Linked DNA regions of Mus musculus: region 1 is linked to region 2. A link is a contact called in public HiChIP or PLAC-seq data. All regions are on one chromosome and are shown on one strand. Each heading gives the region's core, a stretch centred on a gene start, on an enhancer-like site or on the middle of the called end of the contact. The rest is flanking DNA. Distances are from core to core; before and after follow the strand shown.

What was found. HiChIP or PLAC-seq counts read pairs in DNA pulled down with a chosen protein or histone mark.
Region 1: a contact with region 2 is called in an H3K27ac HiChIP or PLAC-seq map of embryonic stem cells, with 5 read pairs. The contact joins two enhancer-like sites. A contact is called at or near these places in 18 of 39 promoter capture datasets (the 3T3-L1 cell line, 3T3-L1-derived adipocytes, the C10 cell line and 11 more), 1 of 15 datasets of contacts at CTCF or cohesin (the NIH/3T3 cell line), 1 of 484 Hi-C or Micro-C datasets (tail fibroblasts), 2 of 115 datasets of contacts at active chromatin or transcription factors (bone marrow-derived macrophages and embryonic stem cells) and 2 of 9 other capture datasets (adipose tissue and liver).

What each region holds. Positions count from the first base shown.
Region 1 is chr5:64,262,872-64,269,883 of GRCm38.p6, forward strand. It overlaps Tbc1d1 (TBC1 domain family, member 1), which reads left to right. Exons shown (of 22, transcript NM_001310611.1): 5 at 598-708; 6 at 1,455-1,587. Among named protein-coding and RNA genes, the nearest start is that of Gm38634, 9.2 kb to the left of the region's middle. Within about 2 kb of position 2,535, at least 24 of the 459 cell types and tissues checked have an H3K27ac peak or open chromatin away from gene starts, as enhancers often do. A contact at or near this core is called in embryonic stem cells, where this site is marked.
Region 2 is chr5:63,927,853-63,935,207 of GRCm38.p6, forward strand. Rell1 (RELT-like 1) reads right to left here. Exons shown (of 7, transcript NM_145923.4): 4 at 2,626-2,683. Among named protein-coding and RNA genes, the nearest start is that of Rell1, 37 kb to the right of the region's middle. Within about 2 kb of position 5,114, at least 51 of the 459 cell types and tissues checked have an H3K27ac peak or open chromatin away from gene starts, as enhancers often do. A contact at or near this core is called in embryonic stem cells, where this site is marked.

The DNA of each region.
Region 1 (7,012 bases), core at 1,285-3,784, 330 kb after region 2:
GTAGATTTGTGAGGCAGCAACCAAGGCTGTCTCTCAGCATCTGTTCCTGGCAAATTTAAGTCATGTTTGTGTGTTAAGAAGAGCTTGTGGGGCATTGGCAGAGTTCTCACCTTTGTTTCCAAGTTTTCGAAGCTGCTCTTCTGGATTTATAAGTCATTTTTTGCTCATTCTTCATGCAGTTCCGTTTACTATTGGCTTGCAATTTTAGTACAAATGCATTTTGATTTGTTTTTAACCTTTATATATGTGAATTGTGTATACATATTGTTCCTATGTCTTGGTTGTGAATGTGTGTGTTAATCTCTTGTGTGCTGTTGATTTTTATTTTTAGTGTTTACACCTTAGTGTTCCTCCTGTACCACCTCCCCAAAGTTCTAGTTTTTCTGTCAGCTACTCTGCATATCTTTTAGTACTAAAGTGAGCATTCGGACTTGAATGTGCAAACCTTGACTCTCGCATGATCAAAGTGATATTTTGCTATGATGCTAATCATCATTTGAAGATATGTGCTCAGTGCTCTATAAATGGGCAGCGTCACCAGGGGCTGTCTTCAGCCAGCACAGCAGTGCTCAGTACAACGTCCCCCCTTCTCCACAGGGCATCAGACATGTGGACCACTTTGGATTCATCTGCCGAGAGTGCTCGGGTGGCGGCAGTGGCGGCTTTCATTTTGTCTGTTACGTGTTCCAGTGCACAAATGAAGCTCTGGTAAGAGGACGACACTGCCCACTGCAAACCTTGTGAGCAATTTCAATCCTGCTGAGTCTTCCAGGCTGGTCAAAGCTGGAGAGCCTTGCTGATAGAGCAGTATTTGCCTTAATTATCCACTCGTGACTAATACCTTTCTGCTACGCATCCGAGAGACTCATTTGCATTTTCATTTTAAATTTCAATATTTTTGAAAGATACGCTTGCTTTCACCCTCTGCTCTAATGCTGCATTTAGAGTTCTAATGCATTCATTTTACCCGAGTGTGGTAGCCCTGTTCTTGTAAGTCCCAGTATGTAGGCTGGAGGTAGGAAGACTGGAAGCTTTAGAGCTGTCCAGCAAGTTCATGACCCTCTGTTGTGAGGAAAGAAGGAAGGAAGGAAAGAGAAAGGAAAGGAAAGGAAAAGAGGAAGAAAGAAGAAAAAGAGAGAGAGAGGAAGGAAGGTAGGTAGGTAGAAAAGGAACTCCTGTGGACTTTGGACCGGAGGCCCTTGCTCTATACTCAGTTACAATGTTCTTACCTTGTGTCTCACCTGTTTTAAGAGTGCTGACGCTAGAGGAGTCATCCTCTGACAACAAAAAGCAACCCTAGCAATTATTTCCACTATTTCCTGTCAGTCTGTGAAAAATAGCCCAGAAAAAACAATTTACCACACAAAGTCTGTCCTGTGAGCTTGCTGCCGCCGTCGGTCAGCCGGTCGGTCGGCCCAGCTGACTTGCTGTTGACCCTTGGCTCCTCTGTGCAGGTTGACGAGATCATGATGACTCTGAAGCAGGCTTTCACGGTAGCTGCGGTGCAGCAGACGGCTAAGGCACCAGCCCAGCTCTGTGAGGGCTGCCCCTTGCAAGGCCTGCACAAGCTCTGCGAAAGGATAGAGGGTGAGTAGGGGGCACTTTTAGCGTGTAGCACCAAGGCCTTGGGTGGGAGTGCTTGTGGCACTACTCTGTAGGGCCATGTCAGAGGGATCATAGACGACCTCACATCGTGCAGTGGATGTGTTCTGTGTGACAAGAATCTTTCCTGGGCATGATGGAGACAAAGCTAAGGACCCACACCCCCTCTTGCCATCTCTCCTCCAAGACACCCTGGGAGGAATAAAGAGGTTAGGAATGCATGTGGTCCAACATTTACTGAGCTGTGTGAGAATGGTGGGTCTTTCAGATTGAACACCACAGAGATCTAGTGAAAGGAGACCTAAGAAGTTTACCATGTTTTCTAGTAGAGAGTCACCTGCAGTTCTGCCAGGGCAGTTTTAATGGAGGAGAGCAGAAAACGGGTCCTGATTGAGAAGTGAGTGGGGAGGAATAAAAACCAAAACCCCAAAACCATGGTGACAATCTTAACTACAGTTTCTAGATGCTTATGAAATGTCACCATTTGCAGGATTTATTTGATAGTAAGAGTTACTGTTTGGTAGTAAGCCTTTCTATCTAGGTGTATGGTTTTTGAGATTGTCACATGATTTAAATTATCTGATTGTAGAAACAAAGGCATGATCATCTTGTGTATCTAGAATACTTGTCACAAACTATAATTCGGTAAAGAAAAACTATATTGACATTTAGACCTAGTTTCTCTCTCTCTTTTTTTCCTAAGTAATTGTGGGAAACAGTGCTTAGAGGTTTTTAAAAGATACTGTCAATTTTAACTTCATCATGGTGTGAAGAAAAAGTAAAATTATTTATAATTTTATAAATAAATTGAGAGGTTAGAGCCATCTAGGGATAAACTCGGGTATTGCAAGCCCCGGATCCACTGTCTGACTACCAGGCAGGCGCTACCTGCAGCTACCCTCTCAGAAGAGGAAGGAGCTCTCTTGGGTGAGAACTGTTCAGGCTAGGGTGAAGTCTGGCCCTGGTCATCAGGGAGGGGCAGCAGATAGGGTGGTAGTGAGTGGTCAGGACTCCTATGGAGGAATCTGGGAAGAAGTATTGTGTGCCCTTTTTCTTCACTTTGCATCTAATTCTATTTTGTAGGTGTATGGTTTTTGATATTGTCATATGATTTAAATTATCCAATTGTAGAAACAAAGGCATGATCATTTCTTATGTATCTCGAATACGTGTCACAAACTGTAATTCTATAAAGAAAAACTATATTGACATTTAGATCTATTTCTTCTTTTTCTAAGTAATTGTGGGGAAAAGTATACCCAGATATACAATGTATCGTTTTCACCTTTTTTTTTTTTTTAGAGTCTGGTTCTTGAGTAAGGTTCCCACTGCTCTCCTTTCATCTTCCTGAGTCACAGCTCTCTCCCCCTTGTAACTTGCCACAGCCCCAGGCAGCCACCGTTCTACTTTGTGTTTTCCTCTGTGTGTGTGTGTGTGTGTGTGTGTGTGTGTGTGTGTGTGTGTGTGTGTTGGGGTAATTTGTGGTGTGTGAATGTATACATATGTGTGCCTGTGTGTGTAGAAGCCAGAGCAGGGACATGGCTGTTTTCCTTTGACTTTCTCTGCCTTGTTGACTTCAGACAGGATTTCTCACTGAACCAGAGCTGGTTTTGGCTGGATTAGTCCGGCTGGTAAGTGCTGAGAGTCTATTTGTCTCTGTTCCCTGTGCAGGAGTTAGAGGCCCGAGCAGCGTGCCCTGCTTTGATTGGAGGTTCAGTGACTTACTGAGGTCTCTTACCACTGAGCTTTCTCCCTTTCTGATTCTACAATTTGAGTTAATCTAGGTACCCTGTATAGTGGAATCAGTAGGATTTGGTTTCTTGGTTTTGGTTTCTTTCACTTAGCATTGCATCTTCTGGGTTTGCTCATTTTATACATGTCAGGATCCTATTTCTTTCTTTGGCTGAATAATATTCTATCAGTTGATTCATTTATTCATCACTGGACATTCCAGTTCTTTTGGCCTTTTCCTGTGTGAGCAGTAGTGCTAAGAATTTTGGTATACACACATCTGTTCAGGTTTCTGCTTTCCATTCTTTAGAGTTAGTGAATTTGCTACTTCATATGGTGAGTGTTCATATGGGTTTCTGTTGCTGTGGTGAAACACCATATCCAAAGCAATTTGGGGACGAAAGGGTTTATTTGGTTTATACTTCCACATCAAGGTTAATTATTGAAGGAAGCCAGGATAGGAAGTCAAACAGGGCAGGAACCTGGAGGCCCAAGGTGATATGGAGGGGTGCTGCTTACAGGCTTGCAACCCATGGCTTGCTCAGCCTGCTTTCTTATAGAAACCATGATGACTGGCCTAGGGATAGCACCGCCCACAATGGGCTGGGCCCCCCATCAATCACTAATGAAGAAAATGCCCTATAGGCTTGCATATAGCCCAGTCTTATGGAGACATTTTCTCAATCAAAGTTCCCTCCTTTCAGACAACTTTTGCTTCTGTCAAGTTGATATAAAACCAGCCGCACAGTGTGTCTGTTTAACTTTCAAGCCTTCCTGTACTCTTCTATAATAATTATATCCCCATTATTCACTGATCCTAACTTCTCTGCATCCTTACAGAAATGATTTTTATAATGGTAGCTGTCCTAATAGGTATGAAATGTTACCTGGTTATTTTTTTATGAGATAAATTAATATAAACATCATAAAGCCTGAAAAGCTTCACGTTGGTCATTACAGTGCTCTAGAAAGAAGCATGATTGATTCATTTAAAAAAAAATATTTCCATGTCGTTACTGCTTGCTGACAGCATATAAACTATATCTGGAATGAGAGTTTTGCTTTAACGAGAGAGCGCAACTGAGAGGCTCGCTAGCGCTTTCCACACGAGCTGTCAAGATAAGGCAGATGATGGTAGAAATGACCCTACGGGCCAGCAGTGACTTGGCCCTTACAGGCAGAGGAGATCTTGATCTGCAGAGCTGGCTCCTGCTGAGTTCCACTTGGTAAATCAGCATTGGGCCTGAGCATGCAGAAAGTTACAGCTGGAGGTTCTATTTGGGACCAAGGGTTTGCTGTTGTGGTTTGGAGAATAATCATTCACTTCCCTTTTACATGTTAACATCCAACCGCGGCAGAAAACTGTACAGCTATAGAGAGCATCCATTAACTATTAAACAGAGCCACGAGGCATCTGGGAGTGGGTGTTTTACTCACTGTGTGTGAAACATTACTAGCGGAATAGATGGTGAGCTATGAAAGGCCACCTTGGAAGAAGAACAAATTTTGGGTCCTTTAATTTTTATGGTTGCAAGTCCAATAAGGAGAATGGAATGATTTCTTGGAAGCCGTTGTAAGGGTGGTCTTGGGTGGGGACGGATCTCAGTGGTAGCATCCTGACCTAGCATGCGTGAGGCCCCAGGTTCTAGGCCAACAACTCCCACCAAGCATTTTATCATTGCCAGTTGAGCATCCCTAATCCTGAAATATAAAAGGCTCCAAAGTCAGCAAGGCTGTGGCTCAGTGGCAGAGTACTTGCCTTGCTTGCATAACACCCTGGGTTCAATTCCGTATACTGCAACCCCCCTCCCCACTCCCAAAGAAAGTTCTTCTATCAGGAAGTTATGTTCTGACCAAGCAGTCCACAAACTATAGGAAGGACCAGTAACATGACCATAAGAAGAAAGAATTAGAGAATTTTTTTCATTATTTTATGTATATGAGTACACTGTAGCTGTACAGATAGTTCTGAGCCTTCATGTGGTTGTTGGGAATTGAATTTTGGACCTCTGCTTGCTTCAGTCAGCCCTGCTCGCTCCGGCTCAAAGATTTATTTATTTATTATAAATAAGTACACTGTAGCTGCCTTCACACCAGAAGAAGGCATCAGATCTCATTATGGGTGGTTGTGAGCCACTATGTGGTTGCTGGGAATTGAACTCAGGACCTTTGGAAAAGCAGTCAGTGCTCTTACCCGCTGAGCCATCCCGCCATCCCGAGAGTGTTTTCTTAATGAGTTGATGTAGTTGAGTTATGTCCCAGAATGTATAAAATAGGAGAAATACATGTGTATTTATTCTAAATACACAAATAATGTATGTGTGGGTACACCACATACTCAGTGCTAGCATGCTAGCACAGGTTCTAAGAATCAAAGCTACTCTGGAGTATGTACTTGAATCTTATAACCATAAAGCCGCTATGATACTTAAAGAACATTTTGCTTATTTCCAAGTTTAGAGGAATAGGAGATTGCTAAAATTAATCATGCTCTCTCTGAAAAACAACATATTGAGTTGGGGTAGACGGGTATACCGTGGTGAGGTGAGGTATCTTGAGTTTAGCTAGGCCCAGTCAGAGGACCCGACCATGAGTATGGTGAAGAAGAGGCCGAGGCTTAGGATTCAGCCTGAGGTTTTCAGTGTGTGGTCTAACTATTCTAGTCTAACTTTCCTAGAGGCCTGAAGCTTCCCTGACTGGCTAACAGTGCAGAGTTTGTTGCTTAGACTAGATCAGGGACCTTTTTTTTTTATATTTGGAAAGGTTTTTAGTTGGTTTTCACTGGGTACTTATTAAACTTAGACACCATTGTGCTTCAGTATTGAAGTATTGCTACAGAAAGCCTTGAGCCTGCCCCTCTGGCCTTTTCTCTACCTCATCCCTCCTCTGTATTCACTTATGTCCTGGAGCCATCTGTGTGTTGGACCACGTGATTCTACCAATCCATAGTGATCTGGTTCTGGAAGCAGACAACTTACCTCCTTAGTTGGACAAAATATATGATTTTAGCATCTTGGTTTCTTATCTATACATTGAGATTACTAAAAACAGGGCTGGCAGGATGACTCAGTGGGTAAGAGCACTTTCTGCTCTTCCAAAGGTCCTGAGTTCAAATCCCAGCAACCACATGGTGGCTCACAACCACCCATAATGAGATCTGACTCCCTCTTCTGGTTCATCTGAAGTCAGCTACAGTGTACTTATGTATAATAATAAATAAATCTTTAAAAAATAAAAATAAATAAACCATCATGTAAACATTAAAAAAAAGATTACTAAAAAAATAATCTGTGATTACTTTGAGATCTCAACATAGGAAGTACTGAATGAAATGGCATTAGTTTTATGGTGGCCTTGTAGAGTTCATCTTGGTTTAAGACAAAATAAGGAAAAAACATTCTGGAAGCGGAAGTGCCTGCTGGACTTTGCATAGGGTCAGTACCTTGTGCCTGTGTAGCCAGTAAGGAGGGCTGGGCTGACCTCCAACTGAAAGAAGAGAGAGGGACACTGGCTTTGGGACAGAGTAGCTACTGACAGACTTCTGGCCTCTCGTGAGTTCCCAAGTCATGAGCTGTGGACACGCACACTCAGCTGTGCAGTGGAAGTATGTTTCCTGAGTCACCCGGCTCCGTGCTCTGGCAGCCTCCTTTCTCTCCAGCCCTCCTCCGTGGAGATGCTT
Region 2 (7,355 bases), core at 3,864-6,363:
ACCCTGAGTGTACCATGGAAAGGCTAGAACACTAGATCCAATCTGACTACTACATCAAAGAAAAAACTCTAGGTTAAGACATAGAAGGTGGTACTTGAAATAGATGCTGATGTGGCTGACAACCGAAGAGCAGCTAATCGCCTCCTAAGAATGCCCTACGTGTTAATATAATAGACCCTGATGGATCTTTGGGGTATATGCATTAATTTCCTCACCATAAAAATGAGGACATTGAGTCTCAAAGAAGCGAAACATCTTACCCAGTATAAATAGCACCTAAGTGGTTTTGAAATCCAAACCTAGAAAGTCAAATTGTACAGTCCCTCCCCCTGCCACCCTCACCCCACCCCCTACCCCCGCCCACCTCCATGCATGGCCATAGCCAACACAGAGCTTCAGAGACAGTGGTGACCAGTCGGGTAACCTAGAAGACATTTGGCCAGACCAGCTAAGACATATAAAGCAAAATTGTAAATACACCATGTCAGTTACTTTCAGAAAGCACATACCAATCCTGTGCTAGAAAAGGAGGGATCCAAACAACACAGGGCTGGACTGACCAGGAGCCAGCCCTCTGTGGCACCTGAAATCAATACCTAGGACCTGAGATGTGCAGCAAGAGCGCCAAGGCCACACAGATGGCTGGCAGAAACCAGCCTCTGGACTGCTGGCATCCAGTGGACTAGCACACTTCAAAAGCAGTCCAGGCCATGCTAGAACTGAGGAGTCAAAACAGTAACAACAACTGTAAAGTTCTCACGTGCTCTTTAGCAATGTCCTTAAAGCTGATGAAATACAAACACACAGTAGGACCGTCCCGGTAGAACATTAGCTTGACATCAAGTATTAGAAACTGAGCTCATCAACTACATTCACTCAGCAGGTATCAGTGATTACACAGCCCAATAGCAGGCCCACAGTCAACCGAGTTCAGGCTACGGAGAGCCAATAAGTACTGGACAGCAAGTATCTATGGGCAAAGGTAAGAAACATCAGTCTTCGTGGCCTAAGCTGCATCTCCAGAACGTGAGCACGTGGCTCAGTGTTCAGCACGACCCCTCTAATGTGCACATACAACAGGGCCCATCTGACAGACACATTCGCAACAAGGAGTGCTAGGTGACCTTGGTGGGGACCACAGACAACGCAGATGATCTTGCTCAGCATGGCACTCCATCCCAACTGAACATCCTGTCACATTTTGCATATTCTCCAGCCACCAAACCATTCCAAGGTGGCCTCTCTACAGAACCTGTTCCCATCAGCACCAGCAGAACACCTGGCACAGGCATCGCTTCCTCCTTTTTAACCTTCTTCTGGTCCCCAGAACCCCCAAAATTCGTACCTGTGCCTCTCCGAAGGCCTCCCGCACTCATCTCTATGCTGCAGTGGCTGAAACCTTCCAGAGCAAAGATCTGTGACTGTCCTGTTCTATCCAGCACTGAACCATTTACCCAGTCAACGTTCCTAGTTACAGAAATTGAGGACTGTCTAGACATATAGTTATCTGTAACTAATTACAGGGGAATCTGGCGCCCAACAACCACAACCTATAACCAGTAACACAAAAACAGATGGTAGCAGGTAATCCAAACCGACCAGGTTATCATTTAGTTACTGTTGTTCATAAAGGTCTCACAGGACTGGAAGCGCTCTATAGTCCTGGTAATAATTGAATGAAGTTAGCACAGTGGTTTGCAGATAAGGATCTGGAACTCAGCAGGCTCAGTTAACTTGTGCATCAACCAGCAGTCACCTGCACACTGGAGGCAGGACACGACCACTCTCAAGCTCTGAACCTGCTCTTTGACTCCGAGCCATAGCTTGCCTTCTCCAACCCTACTGTCTACCACAAGAATTCCCAACCAGTGTTACTGAGACTCAGACTGACCCAAGACTTTCTCTGAGGCCCTGATAAAAGGTTGTCTCAAACCGGGAATAAGCTGGGCAGAGCCAGTAAAGGCCTAGGACAAGGGCCTTGGAGGAACTGACTTCATCGTGACAACTCAACTCACCCATGGGTCTCAGTTCTGTGGCCACTGTGTGCTCTGTCTGTGGAGCACTTGAGGCATCCTGTGTTCCCCTTGTGCAACACTGTTTGACTGGCTTCCTGTTGACATCACCCGTTGTATGATAGCTTTACACTGACTGGATCCCATTTTCCCCATAAAAGCTGTATTTAAGATGTTGTGCTTCTTAATAAACTTGCTTGCCATAAGCCATCGGCTTACACAAGAGCTCCTCCTGGTCCCAGCTTCTGTCTTCTTTATCTTCTAATCTCCAGCTCTTGCCCTCAACACCTAGTGGGTCCTGGACCCAATTCCTGTGAGCCTGGGTCACAGAGGGATGTCCTCCTGGGAACACTGTCAGTGTGCGGAGGGAGACATTTTAGGTTGTCACACTTTGAAGGAGAGGAAGTGCTCTGTCATCCAGTGAGCAGAGATGAGGGACTCTGCTCAATAGTCCATCTTGTGCTAGCCATTACTCTCAGCGAAGACTTGCCTGACCCCAAATGCCAATAGTACCCAAGGCTAGAGGCCAGCTCCGGCTGGACACAGTACCAAGGGAATCAATCTGAACAAGCAAATGAAAACTGTCTCCATCCACTGGGAGAGAGGCACTCACCTTTCAATATCGCCCACGCTGTTATCAGCTACCATAGCTTTCAAGATATCTGCATTCGCTGAGAAAGAAAAAGAACTAAGTGAGCAATCAGAGCCATGTTAGAAAAGCTGTCCGTGAGACACCGCGCTCCTCCTCAGTCCCCAGAGGCCCAGATGAGGAAGGTCGGAGAAGGTTTACTTCCCAGGTGGCCAATGCTGTTACTCTGATCTAGGACTGCAGAAGCCCCTAAGTTGGGACAAACACTCCAAATTTATCTGACATAGGCGGGCTTAACTTAGAATTACAGTGTTCATGTTTTAAAACCTTGTGGATGTGAGCTGTCAACACACAGAACCCAAGCTTCTTAGGCTTGACCCACACCCACACCCACACCCACACCCACACCCACACCCACACCCTACGTCCTGACTTCTCAGAGTAGCCAGTCAAAGGCTGCAGTGAAAGTCAAGTTTCTTTTGGCTATTTAATTGTCAAGGCCAAATGCTATTACCAACTCCTAACCTTTTCCATTCATTTTTAAAGCACCGTTCCCATCCCATGACTAACCACAATAAATTCTCCAGAGAAGAAAGAATAAAAGGATTACTGATTTACCACGTGAGCCAATGATAGGTAGCTTGTAGCAGTTTACATCACATGACATCCCCTGAGAAGGACATTTAACTCAGAGTTCTAACTCTGCTGCTGGGAGAGTTGAGAGGCAAGGGCCCACGTGCTGTGTGCTTCACAGCCTGACTTCCTTTTTGCCTCTCCCACTTTTTCCCCTACCCATCCTCCCATGAAAATACAATACCAAAGACTTAGATCCACTTATGGCCTATGGCCTATCTGTTGCCTTACATATAAAAGAGAGTGAGTTTGTTGTCATTTTGATTTGTCTTATTTTGTTTTGGGCTCCCCCATGATCTCCAGTCTCCGCTACCTTGGGGATCACAGCACCACAATGCAGCTTTTAGGAATCCAAGGGGGTGGGGGCAGTATTTCTAAGAAATATTTACACATGTCATCGCTTTCCTTAAAAAACTACCTTTTTTTTTTTTTTTGCCCTTCACAATGGTGAGGGTGTCCAAATGAACTGCCAAACATGAGTTTTTATTATAAAACCAAATGTTTTTGTTATTTAAGGGGAAAAAAAAAAAAAGCCCTGAATTAGATCTATAATATCCCCCCCATACAACAAAAAATGACACATTGACTCTGACACACTTCATAATCTTGTGATACATGTCACTTTCATGTTTGACTGATATTGGGGATTCAGGAAAAGAATTTTCTTTCAGATAATAGGTTGGTATGTTGCTTTGATTTCCATGTGCTTTGGTGCCCCAAAGATTCCTGTGTTAAAACCCCCATTACCACTTCTGTCCGTGCTGTCATCGCTATGCTTGGCTTGGCACCCTTTTGATGCCACTCTCCCTCAAGTCTGGTACTGGATGGCAGCAAACTGGCCTCATGGGAGGAGGAGCTATGAGAAATGGTCCAACCTTCTGAATCCAGGGAAGGTGATGAGGTTACTGGAACACGGCCTCAGAAGTCAGACAGCTCTTGGGATACTCTCTCTCAGCCTTCATTCCCAGGAAAGGGTTGGTATAAAAGTGAGAGGACTGGGGCTATAGCTCAGCAGCAGAGCGTACGCAGGAGTCCCTGCATTTGAGTCTTAGCCTCCACAAGGAGAGAGCCACTCTCTCTGGCTTCCTGGTCACCATGTGTTCTTTGCCTTTCCCCCATGCTCCCGACATGTTGTTATCCACTAAGATGTGACCCAACCAGGTGGACCCTCACTCCAGAGTCCAAATCAATGAGGCTACCTGATCTTGGACCTCCATCCTCCAAACTGTGAGCTACAGCAAACTACTCTGCTTTTAAAAAGCACTAGCTCTGTATATTCCATTATGAATTAACAGAAGATGAACTAATAAAGAAGTATAGTCTCACATGCGATTTCTGTAAAATACACAGGAAATGGCCAGTGTGTACGTCCCCATAGTTTACCAAATGTGACCAGAGAGGAAACAACAACAAAGGGAATGAGGTCATGCTGGCTGTAACAGACTTTTATAGTGATAAGCATTCAAAAGAAAACTGTATAAACTTACCTGAGAAAACAATTCCCTATATATTATGACGAGTGCCCGTTAAGTAAAATGAGAAATTATTTACTATCCTTGATGCTCTCCAAACTCCTACACAATGCTAGGAAACCCCCACTGACCACACAAACACTCCTCAGTTTGGCTCTGTAGAGAAAGGTAAACTCGGGATAGCACTGGGGTAGTTCCAGGTCTCCGGATTAAGAAGAAAAGTGTGTGGGTGTGTAAAAGAGCTCTGAAAAACCCGAAGAATTTCCCTAGTGAAACTTCCGGAGTCAGATAGGAGTGTCTTTTGTCATTCATAATGAGCCACTTGGTAAAACTCAGTCTAGGATAACAAGGTGAGTCAGGGCGGAGCCAGTAATCAGAAAGGCCCGCCCAGTGTGATTAGAGGATAACAACTCTGGCACTAACCCAATGCCTGGCTCCCCGCCTCTAGGTGTTCCCCTTTAACAAAGCACTGAATGTAATAGCATATCCCGGCCTTCTGGGAGCCATTCTAGCAAACCCGAGGAAGGGACTGGGGGATTCTCAGATTCTCAGTGTGCACGTTAGAGGAACAGAGGGGCCAGGCAAAGCCGGCCAGCCTTGTGAAGCTGAGCCCTTTGCCTGCGGTAGACCACACTAACTCCCTGGCAGAGTCAGAAGTGAATTAGACACGCATGGAGCTGGCGTCAGACGTGAAGAACTGCTTGGGTTGGAAATCTGCACACATCCTATATTGGAAGCACAGCACGGGCTAGAGAGATGGCTCAGTGGTTAGAGCGCATGCTGCTCTTGCAGAGAGGTCCTCTGATTCCCAGCCCCCACGGGAATACATCTTTCAGAAATACTCAGTGAGACAGCACACCGCCACAAAACGTGCCTGCCCAGCAGATCAGCTACTGTCTCCAAACCCCAAAGGACAGCGACCTAAGCTAAAATTGATTTAGAAAAGGAAAGGCACATACTTCAACCCAAAGCAAGAACGTCACCTTGGGAAGCCAGCTTGTCATTCTAAGTGTGTACCACTGTCCTGTCCTTCAGTCTGATTCTGTTGTCCCCCTTCTGGCTTAAATCTATATTAAAATTCTAATAAACCTCAATGTTCACTTCATTAAAAAAAATCATGACTACATCTGACAAATTAAATTACCCATCTGGCAAGTTAAAAACACAATGCAGGAGACTGCTTGTATGTCAATAACACAAATGATTAAAACTAAATGTTGTGGGTTAACAGAGAGCCTAGGAAGATGTTAATAGAGAGCGTGTGCTTCATCTTATTCCTTTTTAATTCCTTTTAAAAAGTTCAGAGTGCAGTTATAATTTGTAAATATAGAGTGCCAGTTTGGGAAAATAACAGTGAAGTCTAAATTGAAATCAAGTTTGAGGTTGCGCGAACTATGGAATACAAGGTGGGGTAACGAGGTGCTTGTTGCATACAGTGGCGAATTTTAGCCTCAGAGTCAACCTGAAAACACTCTAGGTTGTAACTAGTGTGCTGGGATTCAGTACTGCCAATCCCATGCCCTGATGGGAAATCTCTGAAAAACAGGCCCACGCCCAAGTGTTCTTGTCTTTTTGTTCTTATCTAAAAACCATTCTACTAAGTTTATTTATTCATTCATTTTTTTTTTGCAAACTATCAAAACTGAAAGAGAGAAATATCATTGCAAAGCTGAAAGCAGGACAATGTTTAGAACTAGACAGAAGGCTTGAAGCGCGTGGACCTAAAGCCCTTGGCGTCTCCCTTCCTTCACTTCCAAGCTGAGTAGAACACCAGTTTCTCATAAAGCTGGTTCTAAGGACACAAAGCACAGCTGGGAAACAGGTGCAGCTCTCAGTCTGGGGCCAGGTGGATGCTCTCGCTGAGCGGTGTGGGGACCAAGGTCCCAGAGAGAGGCTGGTGATGGGACGGTGGCATCTGCCAACAGAAGTGGACACTGTAGCACTTCAGCAGATGGGGTAAGGAGTACCACAGACCTGATAAAGCACGAAGAACCAAGTTTCTGTTCTGGTTTGGGTGTGTCCTAAAATTCACTCACGTGTCAGAAACATTACTCCCCAAAGTCATTCTGTTGGCATTTGGAGTCGCCTTGGGGTGACTGGGTCACTGGCCTGCTCATGGATTCTTAGATTCGTGGATTACTGAGAGAGTGGTTTTTTTCATAAAAGCAGATTCTTTCTGACATGACTGCTCTGTCTCGTCACGTTTCCAGCTCAGAACGTAGCAGTGAAGGCCCTCTCCAGGTGCCAAGCAGATGCTGGCCCCACACGTCGACTTGTCAGCCTCTAGAACCATGAGCTAAATAAACTTCTGTTCTTTATAGCTCGTCAAGCTTGGGGTACTCAGTTATAGCAACAGAAAACATCATCCTATTAAGACAACCCTCAGCCTCCAGAACAAAGACCCTAATTCATTTAGTAACAATTGGATCCTTCTCTTAAAAAGTTGCCTTAAAATACATTTCATAGGCTGAGCATAGTGGCGCATGCCTATAATCCCAACATTTAGGAGATAAGGGGAGGTGGACCAGAGGTTCAGGACCATCCTTGGCTATATACCGAGTTCAAAGCCAGGCTGGACCACATGAGACCCTATCTCAAAAAAGAAACTATATATAAAAAAAAAAAAGATACTTAAGCCCTAATGCTTAA